Regions from separate parts of the Anas platyrhynchos genome. Here region 2 is linked to region 1. Evidence: chromatin contacts called from public Hi-C data. All regions are on one chromosome and are shown on one strand. The core of a region is the stretch at or near the end of the contact, and the rest is flanking DNA. Distances in the headings are between cores, read along the strand shown.

Region 1 (7,786 bases), core at 514-3,013:
ATTGAATTAAGAAAGCTAGCCTGTGGGGGTAGATGCAGACTGCTAAGAAATCATAGCAGCTTCTGTGCTACACAGCTGCACCAGAACCGGCAGAAACAGAGTGTTTCTAAGTTTAGGCTGACATTGTCTCCGTGACTAACTGCTGTGCCCCCTAACACAGCCCTGCTGTGACACGCGTTGCAGTTCAGATGGCAAGAGATGCAAAATCACGCACCCGCCCTCAGCGCTACAAGGCACACGCTGTACAGACAGCAAAGGGAAGCAGCAACCAGCGAGCGATCTGGCGCTACCTAACCGACACCGGGTACTTTAATTGCACTCCTACTGCGGTATTCCATCCGGGACAAGCGGCTAGCTCAGCTTTCCACGCTCCCCACAAGTTTTGCTGCCTTCCAGCAGAGTGCCACCGAAGTTGCTCTGCTCTGGGCGCACCCGCAGCCTGCCCCGGGCACCGCAGCCCCCGGCCCCGTGCTCCCAGGGCAGGGAGCGCCCAGGCGGCAGCTCCGCCCCGCAGGGCTGCGATTTCGTCGCTGCCACAGCACCGTGCCAGCCCTTCCCCGGGGCGCAGCGGCTGCTGCTCCTCCTCGGTCCCCCTCGGCCCTCCTCCGCCGCCCCGGCAGCGCGGCTCGGGAGGGCGGCGGGCGCTGCGGGGCCCCCGCTCTTTGTTCTTCGCGGGCACAGCAGCGAGCACGCAGGAAAGCCCGCTCCGCCCCAGCCTCCCCACACACGCCCCACGGCCCCTCCGCGGGAGCCCCGCGGCGATAATCGCGGGTGACCCCTCCTGTCGCGACAGCCTCCCGCTGCCCTCAGCGGGCGCCAGCGGGGTGGTGGCCGCTGGCCCCGGCCGTGCCCAGGTGCCCCGGGGCCCTGCCCGCCGGCGCCGGGCCGCAGGTGGAGGAGGCCGGGGCCGTTCCCGGGGCGACCTCGCCTCCTAGCGCCCGCTCCGCGCCGCGCCGGCTCCCGGAGCCAGGAGCCCGCCGCCCTCCCGCATCGGGCCCGCACCGCGACCGAGCCGGGGGCACGGCGCTACCGGCCCGGCCCGGCCGGGGCAGGAGGACCCGAGGCGGCCCCCCCCGGCCGGCGGCCCCCCAGCCCCGCGCCCCCCGCAGGAGGCTCCCGCCGGGCGGCTCCGCGTTACCTCTCGAAGAGCAGGCGGATCATGAAGATGCAGAAGGCCAGCGGGAAGGCGAGGTAGAGGTCCTCCGCCTGCGGGAAGGAGGCTTCCTCCGTGCTCTGCAGGTCGGCCCAGGTGACGTTGTGCGGCAGCCAGAACCGCTCGTTCCAGAACCAGGCGAGGATCCCTGCCATCTTTGCTTTGTCTGCCGCGGCGCCCCCCGCTCCGCTTTGCTCCGCTCCGCTCCGCCGGCCTCCCTCACCGCGGCTGCCGGGGGGGAGGAGGACGGAGCCGTGCGGCAGCCCCGCCGCGGATACCGAGGCTGCTGCTGCCGGTACTGCTGCTGATACTGCTGCTGGTGCTGCTGCCGAGCGCCGCGGCTGTGCCGCTTCTCCGCCCCGGCCGCCCGGCGGGGGCAGCGGCCGCCCCGCCTGTCACACGGCCGCGCCGGCCCCCATTGGCTCCCGGCCGCTCCCCGCCGTTACGCCGCTGCTCCGCCGCCGCCTCGGGGCCGCGGCCGCCGGGTGCCCGCCGCTGCCTTCCCCCCCTCCCCGCCCCTTCCCCTGCTGAGGCAGCCCCCAGGCGGCGAGCACCGAGGGGGTCCTCGCCCCGCTCCGAGGTTTACACGGGTCGCCACGGGAAGCCCCCCACAAGCCCCTTCCTCAGCCCGGCGAAGCGGGGCCCCGCGGCCGGCGGCCCCTCAGGGGCTGCCCCCGGCTCTGAGGCGTTGAGGCGGGACCCGGCGCCCCGGCTGAGAGGAGCGGCCGCGGCACCTCGCGACCTCAGCCCGCGGAGTGAGGCACGGAGTGTGCGGGCACAGCGCCCAGCTGCAGCGAAACTGAGGTGAGGGCTCTGGCTTGGCGTCCCCAGATAAGGCAAATCGTGCTGTCTTTACGTAGGTTTTCACTTTCAGTTACTTATCTCGCTGCCCGCTTCCAGCTACGAGAGGAAAATTAGAGTTGTCTCCACCAGACTTTACGGAAAGGTGACAGGCAGGCTCTAGCGGAGCGGTGGCCTCTGGGCTGTAGGCAGGGTGGTCTAGGCACAGACACAATTACTCCAGGTAGTAGGTGTACGTTATCCCTACACCATCAGTGTTTTTCTGCCCTGCCCTGCTTTATTTTATTTGGCTTCAGTGTTCACCCCTGTATCATCACCCCCTCCAGCTGGCTACCAAATGCCAAGAGAAGCTGAGTGCTGTGCAAGGTGAACTCCAGAATTTTATCATCCTGGCTGTACATTTTCTGCCAGCTTGCTCTTTTCTCCCTGCTGACTCTACTTGTCTTGCCTGAAAAACTAATTACATGGCTCCTCATCTGTGTGCTGGCATTTCTTTGCTGAAGAAAACTCCATGGTATACACACAACACCTTCACACTGTGAAAAACATGATATCGATTTAACAAAATTAACCATGTTCGTATACGGAGAGGATTTCCATGCAGGACATTTGGGAAAGTTTCAGGGAATGTTTTGGCAGGTTGGCTGATGAGCCGTGCAGGTGAATCTTCCACTGGGTGCTTCTGGCGTATTGCTGAGCCAACATCCCCTGTGCCTGTGAAGTTTCCGATTCAGTGCTTCTGGTCACTCCTAGATGAAAGCTTTCCTTGATGAAAAGCTCTTCAGATATAATTTTAATAGCTGTCAATATGCAGATAACCATTTGCTTCGTTAATGATAATTGGATTTAAGGCAAAGTTAATTTTAATCAGAAAATTGTTATCATTATTCTGCATCTAAAGGTTGACCTGTTTTTTTTCAGCGTATTTCAATATTCCGATCAGTTTAGAAGTGTATTCAATATTTATGTCTGTTTCCAATACAATGAGATAGCTCTTTCCCAGACATTGCAGAGGCTCACGGGCTCTGGCACTTGGCATTGCAGATACAGGAAAGGAACGGATCTTTGCAAAGTGAGCCTAGCAACAGTAATAACACGATGATGAATAAGAGGTTAATTCCTGCTGAACAATTAGTATAATTGACTTTTGTGTCAGAGTAAAATTATTTCAGGGCAACAGCTCTCTAAGCCTATCTGAAAAGAAATGGCATTTCTGAAACATTTGGGAGGATGACCAATTAAAAGCTTTTAATTGCATTCAAATTGTAGCAGTAATCATGTAGAAGGAGCCAAGAGGGGACTATGGAATGAGAACGCCTGAATCCTGTGCTGTGGAGGGAGATATTCCTGGGAGGGGCTCAAAAGCAGCCCTAATATTTTAAATTTTGTAATAGCCCACTTTTATTATTTTTTAAACTTGCAATGGTTTATTTGTTCATTTGCAGTAAACAGGAGGCTGTTTTGCACCTCTAAATCTCTGTGAATTAATTTGGTAATGTGTTTGTCAGCACCATGCTACTGGCCACCTGGAGGAGTTCCTCGGCCAAACCGAAAAGCTGAAGCAAAACCTGGCAATTGTTGGGACACTCAGCAGCAGCATGCCTAGCAGGAGGGCTGAGAGCAGGATGGGTGCTGTGGGGCCACTCCTCGCCTGTGGGGGGGGAACCGGGAGGACCACGGACATGTGGATGTGGCACCCCAAGGCATGGTCCTGGGCTGTCTTTCTTCTGACTCTGCCTGCTGGTCCCAACAGCTGTGGGCTTCCCATTTTTTGTGCTGTTAGTTTTGTCAGCTATTCTAGTGATTTCACCTAAAAACTAAAACCTCATGGATGGAGTGGCAATCTTCATTATGAGACCTATGCTGGACCACTCAAATCACTTCTGACTCCTGCATGGGTTTGTTATTAGTCTGAAGGGATCAGTGTGACTTCATCCGATTACCAAATGATATACCCTGAATACAAATCACTGTCAGAGCTCTGTGTAATTGGGCTTAAAATACATCAGTACAGTAGGTGCAGTAGGTGTCCCCAGGTTATATCACTTCAGTCTTCCTTTTTTTTTTTTTTTTTTTTTTTTTTTAAATCTTGGCAGACAAGCAAGTTTTGACTCTTGGGGAGACATGCAATGGTAATTAGTTTGACTGTTGTGAAATGACTTATGGACAAGTAGCTGTAGTTGAAAGAGTGGTTTATGTGCCACAGGAAGGCTTGTACATTGTGCTGGGCTCCAATTTGAGTCAACCTGAAGCAGAACTGCTCTATGAGGATTGAACAGAAGGAAAGGAGAAAGCAGGGAGTGCCTGAGTCACTGTATGTGTCCATGCTTCATTCTTCTCCATTGTTCACTTTGGTTTGTCTTCCTGATTTAAAGGAAGTGTGCCGAAGTGTGCATTGTAATTATGATAGTCATAGTTTACTATTTCAATGTTGTGTAACCACCCAAGCTTATGGTAAACTGAACTAGACCCTATTCACACCAGGATAAGAGTAATCAGTCTTCTGCACCAATTTTGGCTAAATTATCTGGAAAGAAAACTTGTGATTCATTTTGCACAGCTGTGGTTTTATCTCAGACAAACCAGATATACTGCATTACACTTCCAGTGGCATTTCAGATACATCTGCTTCATGCCTACTCACTGGGCCAGGTTTGAGCCCCAGAGTCACATTATGATTTACTTAGTAAAGGGAATTTCCAAACCTTCAAGCAGTCAACATTTACTGTTCATGTTATTGGTACATGGGTACCAGGTACACAGAGCTGTACAGATCTTGTCTTATCATCTGGAGATGCTCTGGGGGACCACAGACTTGCAATAGCCCAGCCTTGCTTCCATGTTCAGTAAAATCTGGGCACTGACTGATGACACAGTTGTGCCAGGCTCTACAATGAGCACGCAGCCTGGAATCTATGCCAGCTTCATGTCAGCTGTGAGAGGACAGACAGCAACAGACAATTGGAGAGTTACTCTGGCACAAAAAGCAAGCTACTTCAATGCTAAGCCATCAAAATGTTTACAGTGGATTTGCGTTGACAATGTGAGTTTTTGAGAGATCAGTACTTCTGCTCTCGTGTCTGCAAGCTTTGCTCCAGTCCTGGCAGCCTGAGTTATCCAATGCATTAGCAAACAAGTCCTGAGAACTCCAGAAATCACCCTCACAGCTAAACTCACTTCCTTCCTCACTTCCATCTTCAGCCAGCTTCCAAGGTGACATTGTATCCAGAAGAATATTCACCTGATCATCTCATTGATTTTTTTCCCCATAAAGCTGTTTTTAATGTGGTTGTTTCACTAGTTATCTGTTAACACTTTGTGTTCACACATGAATGAAACTCTTGCCATTCAGTATTTGGTTTAAAGACCCCACATAGATGTAAATTATTATTTGCCTCCGAGCTAGGTGATAGGCAACTTGCTGGCAATATATTTTTATTTTCTTATTACATTGTTTTGAATTTCATCCTTATAAATTTTGTTGTATTTGTATCATGGTTGTACAGGGAGACCTGAGGAGAATATTGTTTTCAGCAAAAGTACACATTTGGGTTGACTGAAACAATCACTGAATTCATGCTAACTTATCAGATAAGTATTTTCATCTCCCCCAATTATAACATACATTATTGTGACATTTTCAAGTCTAAGCATCCATTTTTCATTTTCTTACACTGCTAGAGTAAGGTTATTTCACTTAAGTGAATTGGAAGCAAAATATAAATCAAAGGATTGGTTAAAATCAGACACATCAGAACTATATGATCCAAGTATACCTTTAAAGCTCTAGATAGCCATTAAAAGGTCCCCTAGCTGTAGTGACAATGTCAAAGCTCTCCAGATTGAAAGTCATGTACTATTGCACGTGTCAGTGAAATGGGAAAGGTACCAGAGAACTAGTCTGATAACTCGGTAGCCATGCTCCCTGCTGGGATAACTCTAGTGCTGACCATGCTCTATTGTGAATATAGCAACTTACTGTGAATACAGCCATAACTCTATAAAAGCAAGATGACACACCATCCTGTCTCCTCCATCCCCAGAGCATAGCTGTAGTTTGCACTGACACCGAAAGAATTAAGTATGGCTTTAAGCGTTTTCTGGATGAGACCTATACTACTCTATTTCTCCTTTCTGTTTGGAGTTATGGAGAGGAAAAAAGAGAGACCACCACCTCCAGGCTTCCCAAGCTTTGTTTCTGCCCCAGTGTGTGCTCTCTCTTGGGCTAGTTCATGCTGGGTTACAAGTCAACAGAAAAATTGGAACACTTTCTCTACCTTTATTATGAAAAAGGGATGCTTCTTTATTTCCCCAATGAAAACACAAAGCACAAACACTTTGTCTGCCAGATCTTGTATATAGGTTTAAAACTATGGCTTTATATTATTATATAAAGTAATTACATAACTTGATTTGAGTGTTGTCTTTAGGCCTTGTCCAGCATCATCATTTTACCCATCCTAGCAGGCTGCACTCATGCCTACACTTCCTCAAATGGGTGGCCACAGCTGTTTGTGTTCTCTTGAGCCTTTGTTCCTGCTGGCCAGCCGGAGCCACCGCACACCCACTGGACTGGCCCAGCAGAGCAGGCAAGGAGCTCTCTTGTGTCTGTGCACCATAGCATAGACACACCAGCAAAATCTCTCCAGTGATTTATCATTCCTTCAATTCATTCTCATCTGCTGTGTGTTTTGGGATAACTAGTGGCTTATTTAGCAACTTATTGATTAAGGAATGTAAACATTTGTGTGTCAATTCAAGTATCAAGCAGGAGAGCTGAGAGGACTTGTTTACCTGCATAAAACATTCACCCATGTTTAATGTTGGTGTGGCCCCACCTTGAATGTTGTGTACGCTTCTGGGCTCCCCAGTCTAAGAAGGATGCTCTGGAAGCATACAGAGGAGGCCAGCAAAGCTGGTAAAGATACTGGAAGATGCATCCTTTGCGGAGAGGCTGAGGCCACTTGGATCATCCAGTCTGGAGAAGAGGAGGCTAAGAGGCAGCCTTGCTGCTCTGCAGCTCCCTGAGGAGGGGAAGCACAGACTGAGGTGCCATTCTCTGCTCCCTGGTCACTGATGGCAGGATGGCTGCAGCCAGCAGAGCTGTGCCAGTAAAGGGTCAGACCAGACATGAGCAGAAATTTCTTCACTGCGAGGGTGATGAAACACTGGAACAGGCTTCCTAGAGAGGTGGTTGATGCCCCATTCCTGTCAGCGTTTGAGAGACATTTGGGTAACATCCTCAAGGTCATGCTTTAACTTTGAGCTCTGAAGTGATCAGGCAGTTGGACTGAAGGTCTCTTTGAAGGTCTCTTCCAGCTGAACTATTCCCTGTCAATTTTTCCTCACACAAGAATAGCAAGGCTGCACAAAACAAAGTAGAGGAAGAATAAGTATACCGGTTTGTGTAGTAGGCCAGTAAACATCCTCATTTGGAAGAAGACACAAGAATACAAATGAATTTGCCCCGAGCCATGCTAATAAAAGAGCAAATAACATCAGCCATCCCTCCTGTACTCAGACTGTGACGTGTATGAGCTGGGGAACATCACTGCTGATCTCAGTGCTCTTTTGTTTGCAGGAAGGGAAGGAATTCCCAGGGAATTTAGCATAATCTGTATAATTAGTGTTGGGCAGTCATGAAAAATTAAGTACATTCAGTAGCTACTACTTCATGGCTTAGTGTGTAAACTGAACACTGAGGAACCAAATATGTACAGAAGGTCCTTGGCCAGAAGAGCTGGATTACCAGTTTCTTAGTAGACTACAAAAAAATTACAGCAAATAAACTTGTGTATATGTACTGATGTCACATGACATCTCAACATTAGT
Region 2 (6,685 bases), core at 3,962-6,461, 110 kb before region 1:
AATTGCCCAGAGCTTCATACAGTTCAAACAACGTAGTGTTTAATATCCTAGAACAGAATGAAACAGAAAAATAATTACACTTTCTTTAGGCCAACAACCTAAAAAAAAAAAGACCATTATAAATCAAGATGACAAATACGTGATAAGATGGGATCCACCCATATAGTTGCTTCTTACAGCAACAGCGACTTGGACTGAATTGTATTGGTGTCTCCAGAGATTACCACCACCAAAATGTTGCTTTCAATGTTTAACATCACTTAACAAACATCATGTATAGGAAAAAACAATTCTCAGAGTGCATTTCTTCCCTTCTTTTATAAAGCTGGCAGGTGTCAACTCTCTCAAATAACCCCATCCCTGATTAATAACAAAAATTACCTATTTATTTATTTTTGATCTTGACTTCTGATGGGGTTGGGTTTAGTAACTGCCTATTACCAATAGGTAAGAGAATGCATGAGGATTGCTACTTTGCACCGCAACTCCCAGGCAGTACTGTGCTCTTCAAACCACACTCCAAGGCTGGGATGGTGACTGCAACCTCCCTTGCTACACAAGGGAGAGCTGTACAAAGAGCTGGGCAAGGTTTCCTGCACACTGCCATCTGAAGTCCTGACAGAAGCTGATGGGCTTGCCTCAGCGTACACAGCTATGAATGTCTTTGCTTTCTTGACATCAACAAAGTGAGTAAAGTGCTATCAAGAACAGAAAACACAGCCTGAGCTTGTTCCATTAATATGAAACTTTACCAGTATATGAAACAACGGCATACACATGGCAGGATTCCGCCCCTTGTGGGGTTTTCCAAGACTGAGAGTGAGCTTTAGTGCAGGCACTGAAAGTGATGCTAAAATATGACTTGCAAAGCTTTGTAAATACAGAACTAATTATTCTCTGCCCATAACACTGATATAACAGATTATTTTGATCTAGACGTTAGCAAATAGCCTGACAGTAGAAGGTGAATAACAGGCATTAAAACAATTGCATTTTTGGAAACAAATAACGATCTATGAATGCCTGTTATGGGAGGATGGAGGTGGCCAGGAAAGGAGGAAATCTGAGGATTTGTCAATCTCCACCCATTTTCCCTGCTGGTATGTATTTTTTTTACTTAGCTATCAGCCTGTAGCCACTAGATGGCAGCAGATGTGCTTTGTCTGAAGGCAAGGGATCTAACTGAGGTCCTGTAAGGGATTCAGGACAGTATGCTTCACTTTTGAAGTGTTAGAGATACTGGGCTCTACTTTTTAATAAACAATCAAGCTTGCCATAATCCTTTCCATATAAAATTCAGCTCAAGAATATTTTATTAAGAGGAATGTACACACAGCAAACCCAGAAAATAACATTTAGTGGTAATGATTTATGCGTATAAACAGTATTGGCCAAAAATCAGTCAGCAATTTTTAATACACTGGCCTTAATACTCTAGGGCATTTCATAATAAATATTTTACCTTTTTATTTTTGTTTTCTTATGCTAAACTACAAATGCTTTGCAATTTAGTGACAAGTGTACTTCTTATAACCTTATTATCCAGCTGTGTTTTTTAGAATGTTTTCTGTTTCTGGAGTGAACATCAGAAAAAGAAGCTGTTTTCCAGCTGATGCAAAAAAAAACATCACATTATTGCTTTTGTCAGCTAAAACTCTCCAGTCTCAGCTTTCTGCTCTTTGTTCTGCCAATGGTAGCATTGCTCCATGGCACTGCAATACCCCACTTCACAATTCAAGGGGAAACTCTCAGGCATATCAAAACATAGCTGTAGTCAGCACTGTTTTACTTCACCAGTACTTAGTTTAGTTCAAACTATGATATCAAATTCAAATTTACATCAACTCCTGTATGCAAGCCTACTGTTACTTACATCCAGCTGTCTTCTTTTATGTCTAGAATTTTATGTGCTCCAGAATTTAAGTGCAGTTTCTACAGGTTTCTATCTGCATTTTTATTCACTGGCCTGAGTTAATCTCTGCTGACTTCCATAGTAGTCAAGTCAAAAAAGCAGCATTAGAGATACAGATGGTCTGTTCTTGCAGGACTGCAAAATATTAGGAAGATGGGAAGGCCAAAAAGAGTGCTTGTGATTCCAAAAACAGTTTCACTGTGCAAATGAGTCATCTACTGTGTATGAGGTATGGGAAATAAGCTTTCGCTGGAAAAGCAGAACTCTCTGTAGCTTGCTTGTGCCTGGCATACTAAGGACAGACTGGAACTCTCCATAAAAGCTGCTGAAAAGATCTCACTAATTGCTCAGTAATGTTAGGAGGGGTCAGAGACATGATGTACAGGCTAGCTGTGGAGATACAGCTAATGCTTACAGCATCTAGGCACAAAAGGCTGAGCAGAAGCTGAGCGGAAACTACAGGAAATTATGGAAAAAATGGAGGAAAGCAAATAGACTTTTTCTAAATATAAATCAATTATTTCATATCAAAAGCCTGAAATGGGGGGTAATCATAAAGTTAATGGGACAGAAAATGGAGAGTAATTCTTCCTATAGACTGAGGAAGGGACGGAGGAAGAAAAGTTAGACAACTTTGCACCAATTCTGCTTTTGAAAGAATTCAACAGAAGTATTTTAACCAACTGCATGAGTAACAGGGGCCGGAAGAAGCAACATGAGAATGGATTACATGAAGGAAAGAGCATCTATGGCATGAATGTACAAATCAACCTTTGGTTCAGCTACTCAGAAAGGTGCTTAGGTACTTAAACCTGCAAACCTGCTTTCTGGAATATTACAGTTCTCCAGTTGTTAAATTCCAGCTTTTCAAAATGAATGGTGGAAACTTTGATTCCTGTCTCTCTGACTTAAAAAGTTGGATTTGATCTCAGAGAAAGAAATTACTTTAAGATGCAAGTGCTCTACTTCTCTGAAAACTTTGGTCAGCATTTCTCAGGTCCTGCAATTTGACACAAAATATTAGCTTCTGCTTTGAAAACAGGTACTGGCCTACAGAAATCTTCCTGGGGCCTTGAAAGATTTTAATAGCTGAACAAAACACCAGAATTTCATGGAATATATTTTTCTCTTTTTTCTTGTTAAATATTTCCCAAGTGGGGTTGTGTACCTGGAAGCATAAAGCTCTCAGTTTAGCATTTTGAATTAAGCAGTGGCTGATGAAGACAAATAAAAGCACATTCAACACTTAAGATCATCCAATCTACTCTTACAGAAATCTGTGGTCTCAGACAAGGACCGAGACAGGACTCAGATAAGATTATGCTCCCTCCAATCAATTTAGTGGGCATAAGTCCAGGCTTTTGGACAGCAGAAACTAATTCTTGGTTAGTTGATCACTTGTCTTGCACTTGAAATGCAACAAGGAAAGGGAGATGAAGGAAGAGAGATAGAGATGGATGGGTGGAAGAGTAAAATGTGTATTTAAATTTATCTGAGAATTGGCAAAATGTGCCGTGTTTGTTTCTGAAAGAATCTTTAGAGGAATGAAAGGAGACAAGAAAGAAGGCCATGTGGAAAGAGTAGGCAGTTTTCCAGGCAAGCAGGAAACCCATGATAAACTCTGTAGAATGAGGCATGTGGGGCCGACTGCCATGCTGGGCACTATTATCAAATCCAAAGGAAGCAAAAACCGTGCAGCTGAAATGAACGCTACTGAGAGCTGCCTGAGCTCCTGCAGCACTGCCAGCGACCAACACACTGAGTATGCAACAAGCTGAACAAAAGGCTTGTGGTTACTGCAGTGGAATAGGTATAGCGAAGGACAGCAAAACATCAACCTGTGTGTCTAAACAATTTCAGAATAGATGTCTATCTTCTTGGCCAAGCATATAGTATACAAGTTATTCCATATTCAACCATAACTGGCTGCACTGGGACATCTTGCATACTGCATTCATTACAGAGCAAATAGCTAATTGCATCTAGGTGTGCACAAATGAAATTCAGATCTTATTTAGTGCAAGTAATCCAACAGCTACATATACTATTTCCACCAATGCTCAGAAACTTCTGCTTCTTTGAATTTTTCCTTTAAAAATAATGGATTGATCTTACTTCTACCTCAAAACATAATTTATTCTTCATTACACGTGGTAAATAGTGACCGAGACCAGAGATCAAAGAAACAGGAGTCCTATATTCTGTATTTAGCTGTTCTATTACCTTATTGTGAGATACAAGACATTTTCAAGTTCCTTTACATGGTATACTTATTGTTAAAGATGGATATAAGGTATCAATACATCCTATCTGTCTTACAAAGACGCTGGGAGACTTAATTCATTAGCTTGCTTGTAAACTGCTATGGACTACCTAAGTAAAAAGATCCCATAACACTAAGAGTGTGAAAGTACATCCACATGTTGATCAGCCATAGGGCAATATATCAGTAAGTTCATCAGTAGTCAAGATTTATTTCTGGGATTTAGACTTTCATTGAAATCTAACAGGACTTCATAAATCAGGCTGCCCTAGCTACTTAGGGTGATAATGCTATGCTACCTTTATGCAACAGGTGACCTCACAAATGTTTCTGTATGCATGACCTTAGATGAGCTACCCAACATTTTCCGTGAGATGGGTGTGAAATGATGGGCAAAATAGCCATTAACTTCAAGAAATGTTGGTCTGTAGTGCTTGCATATCCCAGAACCCTCAATCTGCAGCACAGCTAAATATTTAATTATAGCAAATTCAGTACATAAAGGTTTTACTGCCAACTTCTCCCTCTTCTGAGTTTCAGCTCGGCCAGCTGCTGTTAGGACTGCGTCTGTACCACTGTGCTGCTTTGAACAGATGCTTCTTGGTTCCTGCTGAGTGGAAGAACAAGCTAGTTTCCCTTTTCAGATCTTGCTGTCTCTGAGATTTTCAGTGCCTCAAAGGAAGATTTATGCTACTAATCAGTGCATGGCAAAAATGGGGGGAGCAGCATAAACCCACTGCAAACTGAGAACAGTCAGAAGAACCAGTCACTCACACAGCATCATTGAAAGAGGGAACAAGGGACAGAACAGGAGAGAGAGACAGAGAGAGATGGTCTTTCAAGAGCATCTCAGAGGAAATCCTCAGATTTTTGGATTGGTGCTGCTCATTACCCTCTTCCTTTAGACAGTAAGTCGATAAAACATCTCCATAAAATGCAGCAACAGAAGGGACAAACTCCTGAGTCCATACACAGAGCAATGTTAAACCCACATACTTCAGTTTTATCAGGGAGGTCAGCAGCATGTGGAATTCTGCTCACCCATCCCAGCCCCATATCAGAGGATTTGGAGGTCAGCTGAGGCCTGCTGCTCCTAACGCGGTGCTAATACAAAGGCTCAGCTGCTGTGCAGACCGGTGGCTCCTGCTCTAGCACTAATCAGCAACAATACCTCTTGGCAGAAATCACATCCCTGACACTGAGACCATGTTATTTTTAGCCCTGTGTAGATCAATAGGATTTCCAATTACTTAACTAAAATGATGCACCGGACAGGAAATTATTCATGTTTGATGTACTGTAAAAGATACCGTTCTGATCAAGCTGTCACTGTCCTGGGTTCAGCTGTGCTTTTCTCTTCACTCAATTTCTTCTCATCAATGGTTACTGCCCATTTACTGATTTTGCAGCCACTGGCATGAATATAAGTATTTCCACTCTTGTGGATAGAAAAAACACAAGAATACAAGGTCATAGACACCTTCACAATCCAAGCTCAAATCTCAAATCTCAGGAGAGTCTTTCAATAGACACTAGGATATGGAAAGAATTCAAATTTCCTAGCAGAATGTAATTATACACAGCAAAATGTTGTATCAGTAATGTATTCTGGCAAAATGCTTGTGTGCAGGCCTGTGGATCACAATACACAGGCAGAAACAACATTATGCTAAGAACGACACTTCCACATCTGAAAATCTCCAAGCACACATAAAACTTTTACATGCAAATATGTTATCAAGATCCCTTTGCCTGCAGTTCATGCTATTCTCTAAATAGGAAAGGTGTTCGGTGTAAACTATAGGAGACCAATTTCCAATCCTTGCAAAACAGGCTATTAGAGGAAATAAAAGGCTTCCTCATGCCTCTTTCTGTTAACTACAAGTAAGTGCAGTACCTGTGTGCAATGAATATTTCTCCCTCTTGCTTTAGGAGCACACACTGATGCTGATGGCAGACAGTTCAGGAAAAAAGATTACCCAAACCTTCTCTAATGCAGGAGCTAACCAGAACTAGTTCAAAAACCCACAAAACATCACAGCTGCAGTGACCTCTCTGCCAGGTACCCAGTGCCTTTCAGGTGGTTTATATCCCATTAGGAGTACTGCACTCTGGATTCATTGGTCTGCTTCTGAGAACCTGGCTCTAGAGTAATGGAATCATTTTAAAATACACAAAAAATCATGCAGCTTAAAGAAGTGTGGTGGCACAGCGTCTGTCAGTGATTTATCCTTCAAATAAATGACTCAGGTATTACGGTCCAGTTGTGGAAAAAATGCCAAAAGACATGGATGGGGGGGGGGGGAAACAAAAAGCTTATGACTTCTACCTTTGTCTCCACAACTGTCATAAGAACTTCCTCCACGGCAAAGGCTTGGAAATCAGCGTTGAACAGTTTTCAGTTCAATCCAGCTTCCTCAACTGTGATCTGTACTTTCATAGCTGTCATAGCTCACACTCTGCCATTGTGCAACACTGATAAAACCAACAGGATATGCTCACTTACATGG

The links. Hi-C and Micro-C count contacts between places; a contact is called where the count stands out from the background.
Region 2: a contact with region 1 is called in a Hi-C map of F1 follicle, with 1.8 times the contacts expected there. The contact joins the enhancer-like site here to the promoter of STK39 in region 1. A contact is called at or near these places in 2 of 8 Hi-C or Micro-C datasets (F1 follicle and skeletal muscle).

The regions. Positions count from the first base shown.
Region 1 is chr7:20,231,931-20,239,716 of IASCAAS_PekinDuck_T2T, reverse strand. STK39 (serine/threonine kinase 39) reads left to right here and starts at 1,763. Exons shown (of 18, transcript XM_013098937.4): 1 at 1,763-1,957. CERS6 (ceramide synthase 6) reads right to left here and starts at 1,555. Exons shown (of 11, transcript XM_038182291.2): 1 at 1,139-1,555. The coding sequence starts at 1,308. It overlaps LOC106016930 (a long non-coding RNA gene), which reads right to left. Exons shown (of 5, transcript XR_011810622.1): 4 at 6,749-7,318; 5 at 2,915-3,032.
Region 2 is chr7:20,342,382-20,349,066 of IASCAAS_PekinDuck_T2T, reverse strand. CERS6 (ceramide synthase 6) reads right to left here. Exons shown (of 11, transcript XM_038182291.2): 9 at 1-47. Among named protein-coding and RNA genes, the nearest start is that of G6PC2, 14 kb to the left of the region's middle. Within about 2 kb of position 5,211, at least 1 of the 8 cell types and tissues checked has an H3K27ac peak or open chromatin away from gene starts, as enhancers often do. A contact at or near this core is called in F1 follicle, where this site is marked.